Linked DNA regions of Bombyx mori: region 1 is linked to region 2. Evidence: chromatin contacts called from public Hi-C data. All regions are on one chromosome and are shown on one strand. Each heading gives the region's core, a stretch centred on a gene start, on an enhancer-like site or on the middle of the called end of the contact. The rest is flanking DNA. Distances are from core to core; before and after follow the strand shown.

Region 1 (6,547 bases), core at 63-2,562, 62 kb after region 2:
CTGCGGACTTGAAAATAGAAATTGCGGCTTTTTTAGTTCCCGATCAGGAGTTGGCACGTAACAAAGGGAGGGACGGGGGGGGGCAGGCCACCCCTTGTGTGATGTCAGCTTTCTGGGTCAGCGGGAAATGAGACGGAGACAATCGGAATCGTACGCAACGATGTGGCCAAACATTGATTGGAAGCTTAAGGGCGGTACTTTCTCGCATCTCGTTCTTATCGCGTGCTGATTTACTGTATTGTGACTTGTGTGGTAAGGCAGTGTTTTGCCCCAGAACGATATCGTGTTTTTGCAAAATTGCAAACACGGACCAACGTGTTTTTTGGTCAAGTTTCCCTTACTTTTTGGAGATTAGACCAGTGGCATACTAACAGTTCTATTCAAATGTATTATGAAAGGTATTTCGAATTTATGTAGCACCCTCTCCGTTCTTGCTGTATATTGTCTTGTGTCAAATGTCAAATTTGTGACTAATGACAAATGAGTAAGGTCAATCGAAGTGGACGTTTAGATTGAATGTGGCACAGCAAGTATCGATTGAGGACAAGCACCCGGCCTCTATTGATTCGAGATGCGAATTGGTTACTATTTAAAATAATTCTAACAGTGTTGTTATAAATACGGCATATTTTTTTTTTACTTGTGACAAAAGAAAGCTACATATATTCTTTGTAAACGTAATATGGTTCCAATTGAATTCTAATAACATTCTTTAAAGGATAGAAAAGATGAAACGATTATCTATATATAACTTGAAATCATATGTCAATATAATATTATAGTTTACTGGTGGTAGGACCTCTTGTGAGTCCGCACGGGTAGGTACCACCACCCCGCCTATTTCTGCCGTGAAGTAGTAATGCGTTTCGGTTAGAAGGGTGGGGCAGTCTTTGTATACTGAGACCTTAGAACTTATATCTCATGATGGGTGGCGCATTTACGTTGTAGATGTGTATGGGCTCCAGTAACCACTTAACACCAGGAGGGATGTGAGCTCGTACACATCTAAGCAATAAAAATAATAGTAGGTGTACAGTTAAGATTCTGCTAGTAAATAATCGAGTCTAATAAACAACATAACATCTACATACAAAGTGCGTAAAGCCTTGTCTAAGCTAATTAATTCTAAACTGCTAGTTTGTACATATCTCGTAGTAACCAGCTCATGGGATTACGACGCCGATCGATATCGGACATAGTTTGTCCGTTAATATTATCGCGTACACGCTAAATTGGCACGTTTGTATAAACGCCTCTAGACTCGAGAGGGCAGACGTGAACGAACCGCTTTCCAGCTAACGTGCTCTATATCATCAATCTAATCGAGATACGGACACAGTGCTCTATTGTGTCGTGGTTGTGTGACGCTCTTTGTGATCTGATATCCAGTAACTGACTAGCTAGGCAGCGCCCTCTGCGATCAGAAGAGGACGCTTATGTAGAGAACGACTTAAATAGGAATTAGTGATTAAAAAACTAATTATAATCTTATAACTACTAGAGTAACGCGATTTTTGATTTATTTAGATGTTTTTAAAATGGGTTTTAAATTCAATTTTGTTACTGTAAAATGCTGATGTCACATTAACATAAAAATATTCTTAGTAAAAATTGTATTGCACAAAACTCCCGATCAACATTATTCGATTTATTCCATAAAACATGTTAGTATTTGTATATACAAAAATGGTTGTCTCTATAATCATAAAAATGATCTTTACATGTGCCCTATACTGGGAACTTTAATTAATTTAAAGTAGCAATAGTGCGCTCATTGTCTTAACGTGTAGACGACGGTTCTGCGTAACGCCCGGTCCAATCGATAGTGCAACGACCGGGACAATCGTATCTTTCACAAACGAGATAAGAAGCATTCGAGAACGTTAATTAAACTGATACCGAGGTACGGTTGTAAACTTGAGATTTACAGATATTTGTTTTGTATTATTGCTTAGATGTGTGGACGAGCTCACAGCCCACCTGGTGTTAAGTGGTTACTGGAGCCCATAGACATCTACAACGTAAATGCGCCACACACCTTGAGATATAGTTCTAAGGTCTCAGTATAGTCACAACGGCTGCCCCACCCTTCAAACCGAAACGCATTACTGCTTCACGGCAGAAATAGGCGGCGCGGTGGTACCTACCCGTGCGGACTCACAAGAGGTCCTACCACCAGTAACAACTGTTTGGCGAAATTGTAACGAAACGGTGCGCGGTGCTCTCTGTAATAGTTAATGTTTGGTACGGTGTTTTATTTCTGCTTTGTATTGGTATGGCTACATAATTATGTACATTGGAAAATGTGGTGAAGCTTAGTTGAGAGGGTAGATCATAAAGAAAACATCGTCATGTCGACAAGTGGTGTCTATACTAATATTATAAAGCTGAATAGTTTGTTTGTTTGAACGCGCTAATCTCAGGAACTACTGGTCCGATTTGAAAAATTCTTTCAATGTTATATAACCCATTTATTGAGGAAGGCTATAGGCTATATAACATCACGGTAAGGTCCTATACATGTGGAGCACCAATAAAGAATGTTTCAAAATAGGGGTTTAAATAGCTCCTTAGCATTCTATAATTCAAAAATATTTTCACTTTCTACGTAAATGAAGTGGGGGTAAAATTTAGCGTTATGCCAAAGTAATTATTCCATGCGGACGGAGACGCGGGCAAAAGCTATTATTATTATATTTAACTCTTATTCACGAATGGAAGATCAGATCAGAGAAAATATTTATAAATTTTCCGATAATTGCCGGCGGTATTGAGGTGTGTTGTGAGTCTGCACGAGATAGGTGTCCCCATCTCGTCTGTTTCTGCCGCTGTTATACAATACAATTAAAATATCGACCTCATGTCTCAAGGCGAGGGCGCTGTTCACTTTGTGATGTCATTAATAGAAACGAACAAGAATCGAGTACATAGTTCGTGTCTTCTGATTACAATTCTTCCATCATAATTATAAAACTGTAACAGAACTGCATTTGTACATTGAATATAATAATAACGAAATATTGTTTAACTATACTAACCCCATATAGATTATTTTTTACATTTCATTGGGAACATCACGGCAAGTCTAAGATTAATGAATGACTAGATTAGTGAAAATCTTTTCTAAGATGACGGAAGCTAGAGATTACAGAACAACCAAATTCACAACGAAGCGCAATTAATAAAAGGAAACCTCCTATTTCCAGTACATAAAATGTATTTTTCTCCCAATATGAGTTTTATTTCGAATCATATAATCTTTGAGCTAAAGAATTGCCGTTTCATTTGGCCTCTTTGAGTTGATATTGGCAAGAAAATTACTTGTGCAAATACAGTAATTGATTGTTTTGGCTTCGGGATAATATCGGGTTTGCGTCTTCAATATTTATTTCGTGGTCGTTTCTTTTTTACTTTGATTCCTTTGAGAAATATACATAATATTAACTTATGACATAACTTTGTGTTGCTTTCTAAGAGAAATAGTGTGTGTAGAATTTTTGGCGTCTACGCGTCTGGGTATTTTGATGACATCATTTTTTGATTTTATTGAAGTTACAAGTTAATTACGATCCTAAGTTTGAAAACGAATATTATTTCTCCTCCTCTTAATCTTCCAGATAGATCGAAGTCCTGTGCGGGTAGGTAATGGTTAGAGTGTGCTGTATTGGCAAATTTCCAGGAGCACCCGTAACTTGCTAAAGATCGTGTAAGCCGTTTCTTGGTTCTATAAGGGAGGGCAAAGAATGCTTCAGAACTAAATTTGATTCTCAATAACTTTATGACTGATCGTTTTTTGCTTCGGGGGAGTACACAGCGTGCCGAAGAGTTCTTTACGAGCGGAAATTTTGATACGTGTTTTGAATGCCAATAGGGGTATCGGGCGAGAGGAGTAATATAATTATTTACTCTCATGAATTGTAAAGACTTTTTTGTCTATCCAATGTTTGTCTGTCGACGTGTGTTTTTGTAGGATTTTGGTCAGGCAAGTAATCGACCTTGACGCATTCGTCTCGTAGACGCTAAGAAAAACTCAAGTGAACTGGTATAAGTTGTAGCTAAAAGCATTAGTGTTGAAACGCTAATAGACTACGCCCATTGTTGGCCTAAGATTAAATATTATAAAATAACAAGCTGTACCCGTCCGCTTCGCTGGGCATTTAAAATTAACATTATTATTTCTCACCCCTACAAAGACTCTCATTATTAACGCCCCCGCAACTGGTGTAGGGAGTCCAACATTCATATAAATATTAGCCTATCCATTAAGTACATGTATTTTCTACATGGATACCAAGTTTCAAGTCGATCGGATGCATGGTTCAGTAGTTATGTAACGGTACACCCGTAAACACCACTGTAGATTTATATATTATTAGTATAGATTCGTTTGTATTTTTAACACTAAGTAGATGTTGTATCCACACTTACTAAATCCATATATATACATTTAATTAAACTTCATTTCTTGTCGCAAGCTGCAGTTTGAACGGTCGGCAGATGTTTTTGCGGAAGTGCCGCCTCCCCCGGCCATTATTAAAGCAGGGTTGACATCTAAACGTATTGTTAAAATTATATAATGTAGTTTTGGTAGGGCGGTTTTCTCTGGAAGTTTCTTTTGAAGGTGTTGGTGCGTTTTCTAATTCGCTCATTTTTGTTAAAATTTTGAAGTATGAAAATTATTTAAATGTCAATTGCGATTATTTTTGTAACAAATAATATAAATATACAACGAATATTATTATTGTTTCAACTCCAACAAAAAATAATGATGATAACAATGTCTCTTAAGAGAAACAGGTGCGCGATCGGTATGATATAGATACAGATACCTACAGTAAATAATTTAAAACTGGTCTAATATGGTCGTTCTGGTTTTTAGTATATTGCATGGCATGCTTTCATGGTAGTGTATTTGAGACTAATTAATAAGCATCCTCTATATTAGAGAATTTCATAATGTATATATGTAGTTAATTCATTTAATATGGTTAATTAATTACGTATATTACATGAAAAAATGTTAAGAATATTTTGACCAAAGATTTTTCATAGCAAATTGTTGCATTCTACTGTACCTATCAAAGCAATTGATTGTATTACAAGGAAAAAGTAAACCACTAGTATTGAAATGTGTTTTTATTATTTTCGCTGTGCAATCTTATAAATGAACATAAAAATGGTTTTTATATCTGTACCTAGAATTGATTGCATTAGTTTTGCCTCGAGTAAACAACATTTCTTTTTAACGAACAAAATATCAGATCGCAAAAAAATAGTTTGTATAGTTCAATCGTGTGTGTATACAATATCATTTGAGATATACGATGGCGTAGGCAGGCGGTCGTAGATCAATGTCATTTCGGACACTGTATTCACTATAAATCTCTCATGCAAATTTTGTTCTCTTGTGCGGTCACTAGATAACTGGTGTTTGTATTGATGATGCCCTCCTTATTGATATAACAATTATATATATATACTTGGTGTACAGAGACCGAATGCTGGCTTTGTAGTGTCCCTCGCCACGACAAGTTTATTAATAATCTTTATCACGATGTTAATATTGCAAGCATACCCGATCCTGTAGATCGAATGGTAAACAGTCGTCGTCACCCTAAAGACGTCATTACGGATCCTTCCTATCCATTAACGTGGTTTTATGTACCACATGCACCGATCACCGTCCCCGTCGAACCCGTCGCTTGCGACGAAGGGCTCGACGAGCCAATTAAGCCATAGACACAGCCCACTGAGTTTCTCGCCAGATCTTCCCAGTGGGTCGCGTTTCCGATTCGATGGTAGATTTTGCGAAGCACTGCTCCTGCTAGGGTTAGTGTTAGTGATGTCACCAAGCTAGAGCCCCGTAAACTCGCCTACTCTTCTGGTGAATCTAGCACGACCCCTCGAGGTCACTAGAATAGAAAGAAAAAAAAAACGATCAGACAAACTAATAGCCAGACCTAAACGCAAAAACATAATAGTTTGCCAAGATTAATACAGTAGGTAGTGTAATGCTGAGGGCAGTTCATTTGCTTTCATGCAAGCCGGCTATGTCCTCGCGTCAGCTGATTTTAAGCGTAGTATAAAAATATGGTGAAAAATATCTCAAAAAGTAATAAATGTCATCGTGATACGAACCCTCAATCAAGACAGTTTCATTAATCAGCACCTGCGTCTACTTTATTTCCGGGTATTCTGTACATTTTCAGCTATGAATTCCTTTGTAGATTTTGATATACAGTATTACTGAGATTTCTTGTAAATATTAATGCAAACTGCCAAACGTCAAAATTTTTTTTCTTTATTGTTTAGATGGTTGGACGAGCTCACAGCCCGCCTGGTGTTAAGCGGTTACTGGAGCCCATAGACATCTAAAACGTAAATGCGTCACCCACCTTGACATATAACTTCTAAGGTCTCAGTATAGTTACAACCGCTGCCCCAGCCTTCAAGTTCTAAAGAAAATACATCTAAATACACACTTTCAAGACATCTAAATAAAATTTACACTTTTCATACTGTTAATGATATTTGTCTGACGTATCGT
Region 2 (5,984 bases), core at 3,105-5,604:
TGGAATAGAAATGGAATGAAATTTCTGTGATTGCAACCAGGCGGTAAGAAAAGTTTGCACCTAGGGCTGATCACAATATTAAATAAGAAATCGATATTTTATTTAATCGATATTTGACGACTTCTGTTTGGATCTGTACCTGATAAATATTTACCTAAGTACTTTATGCATCGCAGTTTTGAATAGTATATAAAAATGTTTTCCAATGTATGCGATGTTCTCGGGTGTTCGACTGGAGATTAATAAATCTCTTTAGCGGCGCAACCCTTGGGAGGCGTTTAAGACGACATGAATAATATAATGGTAATAGTAATTGAATAAATAAGATGTTTCCTTCAACATATTTTATCGATCTGCATTACTGCATGTCTATTTATCAATGATTCCATTATCTATTACAATATACTTATAAAATAACAATAAAAATATTACTTTCTCTAATGTCTTACATGCCAAAATAAAACTTATTAAAATAAAAATATGTATAGAATATTTTCGGCGTAGACAAAGCCCCATCCTGCTAACTTCATTGTTCTTTATCAAGAGGTAGGTCTGAATCGCGTTTATTAGAATTTCACTTAGACTAATAATTAACTTGCTTACGGACTTAATAATAATAAAAAATCATTAGTGTTAATATAATCATTACCAGACATGAATGTATTGGTATGAATGCGAATACCGATTAACCAATTAAATTGGAATACATCGATTAAATTGTATTTCAATATATGAGGCTGTTTCAGTATAATAAAAATTAACAAAGAGCGTTGCGGGCTTTGGTTTATTTGTGAAATCGTCTGACTTTTTTAATGAACAGTTCAATCAAAAACAAGGCTTGTGGAGAGTATTATGCGGTAGGCAGCGGGTTGGCTCTGCCCCTGGCATTGATGACGTCCATGAGCGACGGTAACCACTTACCATCAGGTGGTATGCTCGTCTGCCTGTTCGGGTAATAAAAAAAACTAATTTTAGCATAATAGGCATGCGAATTAAGTGTTGGTTAAGGTTTACAAAAAAAAACATACTTTTGATATAACGAAAGCATCTTAAATTAGCATTATTCATCAATAATGTTAATAATTAATTACAAATTAACGTATTTAGGTTGGCTATTAGTATTCCGTTTGAGTTTAGAGATTCGTTGTTTGGCTAGTTGTAATTACTAAAGTTTGTACTGAAGTAATAACGTTATCTTGTTCTGTTTCTTGTCGGGTTGCGTTGTCTAATCTTATAGACTGGTTGACAAACAGCACAGACTTGCATATTCGGTTGTTCTTTAAAAGTCTTAACTGTAACAGCAGCGATTTAGTTTTAGTTTTAGTCGTCGTGGCCTAACGGATAAGACGTCCGGTGCATTCGTGTTGAGCGATGCACCGATGTTCGAATCTCAGGCGGGTACCAATTTTTCTAATGAAATACGTACTCAACAAATGTTCACGATTGACTTCCACGGTGAAGGAATAAGATCGTGTAATAAAAATCAAACCCGCAAAATTATAACTTGCGTAATCACTGGTGGTAGGACCTCTTGGGAGTCCGCACGGGTAGGTACCACTACCCCGCCTATTTCCGCCGTGAAGCAGTAATGCGTTTCGGTTCGAAGGGTGGGGTAGCCGTTGTAACTATACTGAGATCTTAGAACTTATATCTCGAGGTGGGAGGCGCATTTACGTTGTAGATGTCTATGGGCTCCAGTAATCACTTAACACCAGGTGGGCTGTGAGCTCGTCCATCCATTTAGATGGATATTGCTTAGGCAATAAAAAAAAAGCAATAAAAAAAAAAACAACAGCGATTTAGTTTTAGTTCAAAGTAACCATGAATCAATGTTTACTCTCATTTCTGTTGCTTGAGAATAAATTGCTACATACATCAAACATACAATAAAATATTAGGATGTACGAAAAAGTGAGACTTAGTACACACAGCACAACGGGCAATAAAATTACAATTTCGCCCAGAAATTGAACTCGATTTGAACTATATTTTAGCACGCCGTAGCGCATTGCACTGTGAAAGTTGAGAAACTCACCTCCCTCCGAACCACCCCGCCAGTTTAGAACAGTCATAACGCTACATACACACACACACATCATACATTCTGCATGTGTACACACATAGCGCAAGTTCTCGCTAACTTGTTCGCCGAACTGGGAGTGTATTATGCAATCTTCCTTGCTTTCTCAACTCGGAAACTTGGTCTGCAATAGTCTTCATTGTCGTCGTCTGCGTTAATAACACAAACTCCGTTAATTTAAGTTGCGAGTTGTTAATGTCGCACTAATTTGCGTTACGCTCGACGCGTACATCCCGACTGCCTTCCTCTTTTAATATTTCGAATTCGCGAATCGCCACAACCACCGCCATTAAAGAAAATTCGTGGAACAGTAATAGTGCCGCGAAACGTTTTGCGTCGTAATGTTTGTACACAACGCTGTCTCTATTATTATTAGTAATGCGGGTTATTATTGCTAAGAGGAAAACGCGTCTCGAAATAGCGTGGTTGTGTGCCGTTGGTCGCACGCCGCATTGGCTCCATTATTCAGTTTTTTTTACAACGAGCGCCTAACGTTTCGGGCATTGGATCGAGCGACTAGTTCTGTTGACGTTGACGTTTTTGTGTCTCGTTCGCTTCGACTGACGCTTTGTCATTTTCGATCGACCATTACAATTTCCGGGCTCGCCATAAACAACCGCCGCTTCGAGCGTCATACGTAAACGACCACAATCAAAGACCCCGCCAACAGATGCTCTTCGCACATTCGGCGTTTTACGTGCAAGATTTAAATTGCTAATTTTACAGTCTATTGCTTGAAGCTTCCATAAAAGAATCGTGACTCAAAGAGTCTGTCGAGTGCTGCGTCGCGCCTATAAATTCAGGTGTTTTCTCGAGATTACAACACATTTATCACTGCTTATTCGTCTCACAAACGAAATGACGCTTGATCTAGACGACCCAAATTAAGACTAGTCGTTTAATCTATGTCAAGTCATTGGGAATATTTCCGTTTTTTTTCCTACTAATTAAGTAGTATTATTGGTGTTTTGTTTTTTTTAAAATGGTGTTTATGTTTTAATAAAAATATATACGTAACTTTTTTTTGTAACCAGGCTTATTCCAATTAGTGAGATTAGAAATGACGCGACCGATGCCAAATTGGATAATGTGCTCGCATGACTGTCGGCCCCCGACACACGACCTCGTGTCACCTTTACTTAGTAAAAATGCGTACCGCTTATCGATCGACCTGTTTTATCATGGTAATTTATTATTTGCTTATATTACGCAACTATTAAATAAAAATCTTACGTTACGGACGTTTTTTTCCCGGTTAGGGTACCCCACCGCATCGTCCCATAAGGAAATACATTCCAAAAAAATTGCAAGCGTTTATCCGTCTTCGTGGTGTTTCCGTGACCGCTGTTCTCACGTTGCTCTTTACTGTCGAAATTGATATCTTCGGCTCCTCAGCGTTCCTGTCCGAAACGAAAAAAAAAGACGGCGTGAAAGGCAACCGCGACCGCTGGCAACCAACCGGCCGGTGCATTCACCGCTCGCCGTATCAAATTTATCGCGGGATCGAAACGCGCGCATACCCGACAACGCGGTCCGTGTACACGCTTACCTGCGCGCCGCCTGGTCGCCAAACAACGTCATCACACGTGGCGCGGCGCGGCCGGTCCGCTCTGTGCGAGTGCACCACACCGATACACGGAATTCAGTCATTACACCACCCACATACAAATGTATTCAGCGAATGCGTCCGTCGTACTGTAATAATAATAACTAGAGGTCCCGCGGTAGTCGAAATTCGACTATAATTAATTGGAATTGTAAGTTTGTACACTATTATGATTGTATTTTATACTTCTATAATCACAAATTTCGCCAAGACTACACTATAAAAAATATTAACAAAGACAAACAATATTTAATCTCTTCTCAATTCGACAACAGACGCCAAGAACAAAAGTTTGACAATAAATAATAGTATGCATGTGTGTGTGCGTCAAATACATGGCATGTAGTGTGTGTAATGTTTTCTTTATTGATTTAATGTATCTTTTATGCATTATTTCAAAAAAATATTAGCATTGTGCACTTCTTCTCTATATTCTCTATAAGTGTGGAAAATTTCATACTCCTCCGTCCGCGCAATTTTCGTAAAAAGGAATACAATTTTTTTGCTTCACGTATTAATATATTGATAACGATTAGCCATTTCATTATTGTTATTTGAGGAGACGACGCTATCACCGGTCAGATAACGCGAATATAGATGACGTAACACATAGATTCGCACGCTGGTCGATCGTTGTGTATATACCTATTGTGACCGCGTGGACAAGAAGCGAAACCCTATTGTGTACACCCGTCGGATTGTACTCGGCGATGCTTTATAATGTTCGACTGGAACGGAGCTCTCCTATCACCTCAGGTACGTTGAACTCTCCAGTACAGTAAATAATAGCGAGATTTGAATACTCACTGCAAACAAAGTGACTGAATTTCCGTCTCTTGAGGTTTCGAGGGGCGCGTTCAGTGACCTTGCGGACACAATACACGCGTAACATTTATTTATAATCTCGGCTTTGACGAATACGTAGGTACGTGAATTTGTAGGTTATTGAATTAACTTGAGAGCTGATCTACTGTGAGGTTGTGTACCGTTTTACTTAGAGATGTTTGGTGAAGCGTTTTTCTTTTTCATTATTATGGTTACTAATTTCATTATTATGGTACTAACATTTTAGATTAATTAATTAAAAAAAAAGTACGATAGGAATAAAAATGTCAAATATTTATCTATTATTATTTAATATAATTACAATAATTGTATATTCACAAAAGGCTGGTTTTTTTTTTGAAAATAATGGTTTACTATATTTCGTGATAAAAAAACTTAACGTCACGTCGTGATATTGACGTAAACGTACCTTATCTGAGTGAGTATAAGTACTAGAATTACATACATTGTTTTAATCGAATAAACTATGTTTTATTGCAGCTTAAACTTTTAACTTTTGTATAGTTATTATTCAAAGAGCATTCTTTTTTTTTTACAATAGAATACATTCATCTCTGTATTCATCATCAGCGCTATTGTACGTAATACGTGTATGCAATTTATACAAGTCTCAGGGGCGTTTCCGTGACGTGATCGATGCGTTGAGTAGGTACGCTTCATCGACTTTTACCGTATACTAGTATTTGAAATATTCGTTGCGTCGAAAAATGTCTGAGACCGGAGTTTGAATTGTGTATTAAGTTCAAGGATATTGTACCCTTCAAATCGAAAAGCGTTTATTAGGTAAGTCGGTCGGTGGTGTGTCATGCGAGCTCAAAACACGCTTCCACAAATTATACAAAACACAGAATCAAGCTATAATGTTAATAAAGATACGATCTAATACCGTCACACTTTTGGCTTATATAGAAACTGGAGAGATGTTGGTGCTACATAGAACAAGCAAACGAACCTGCACTAATTCATTCGAAACAATTTTTTATGGTCTTTATAAGTAGATGAGCATACGACCCACCTGATGTTGAGTGATTACCGTCGCCCATGGACGTCAGCAATGCCAAGGGCCAAATCTGTTTTTATTCAACGAGTTTTTGAGGGTTTATTTAAATTACAATTTAAAGAATTCAATTTGGTCGATTCCCATGTTAAATGCTTATTTTTCCCTGGACTATAATTTTATTTTGTTAGGCAAAAGTAAAACTTCCAAAAGTAGCAAGTTTTGTTTGCATTTAATTGAGTAAAAAATAAAATGCTCTTTTTAAATTATCGTCTGGAATATTCCATGATATTCTGATTATGATAATCTAGATGCTAAACGACGGTGGTTGCCTGAGTTGGAAACGAATTCAAAACAAACATTCCAACTGGAGTATGTAAAATGGTTTCAAAGCTTATTATGCAAAAGTGTGGGAAAAAAAATACCAGGAGTATTTCAGTTTAAAATCTATTCAT

The links. A called contact is a pair of places that touch in the nucleus more often than the background predicts.
Region 1: a contact with region 2 is called in a Hi-C map of midgut, with 2.0 times the contacts expected there. The contact joins two enhancer-like sites. A contact is called at or near these places in 2 of 7 Hi-C or Micro-C datasets (midgut and whole pupa).

What each region holds. Positions count from the first base shown.
Region 1 is chr26:10,062,004-10,068,550 of ASM3026992v2, forward strand. All of the region lies in intron 3 of LOC101736219 (C-terminal-binding protein), which reads left to right. Among protein-coding and RNA genes, the nearest start is that of LOC101741464, 88 kb to the right of the region's middle. Within about 2 kb of position 1,313, at least 7 of the 8 cell types and tissues checked have open chromatin away from gene starts, as enhancers often do.
Region 2 is chr26:9,996,582-10,002,565 of ASM3026992v2, forward strand. The region is part of intron 1 of LOC101736219 (C-terminal-binding protein); the gene reads left to right. Among protein-coding and RNA genes, the nearest start is that of LOC101736219, 37 kb to the left of the region's middle. Within about 2 kb of position 4,355, at least 8 of the 8 cell types and tissues checked have open chromatin away from gene starts, as enhancers often do.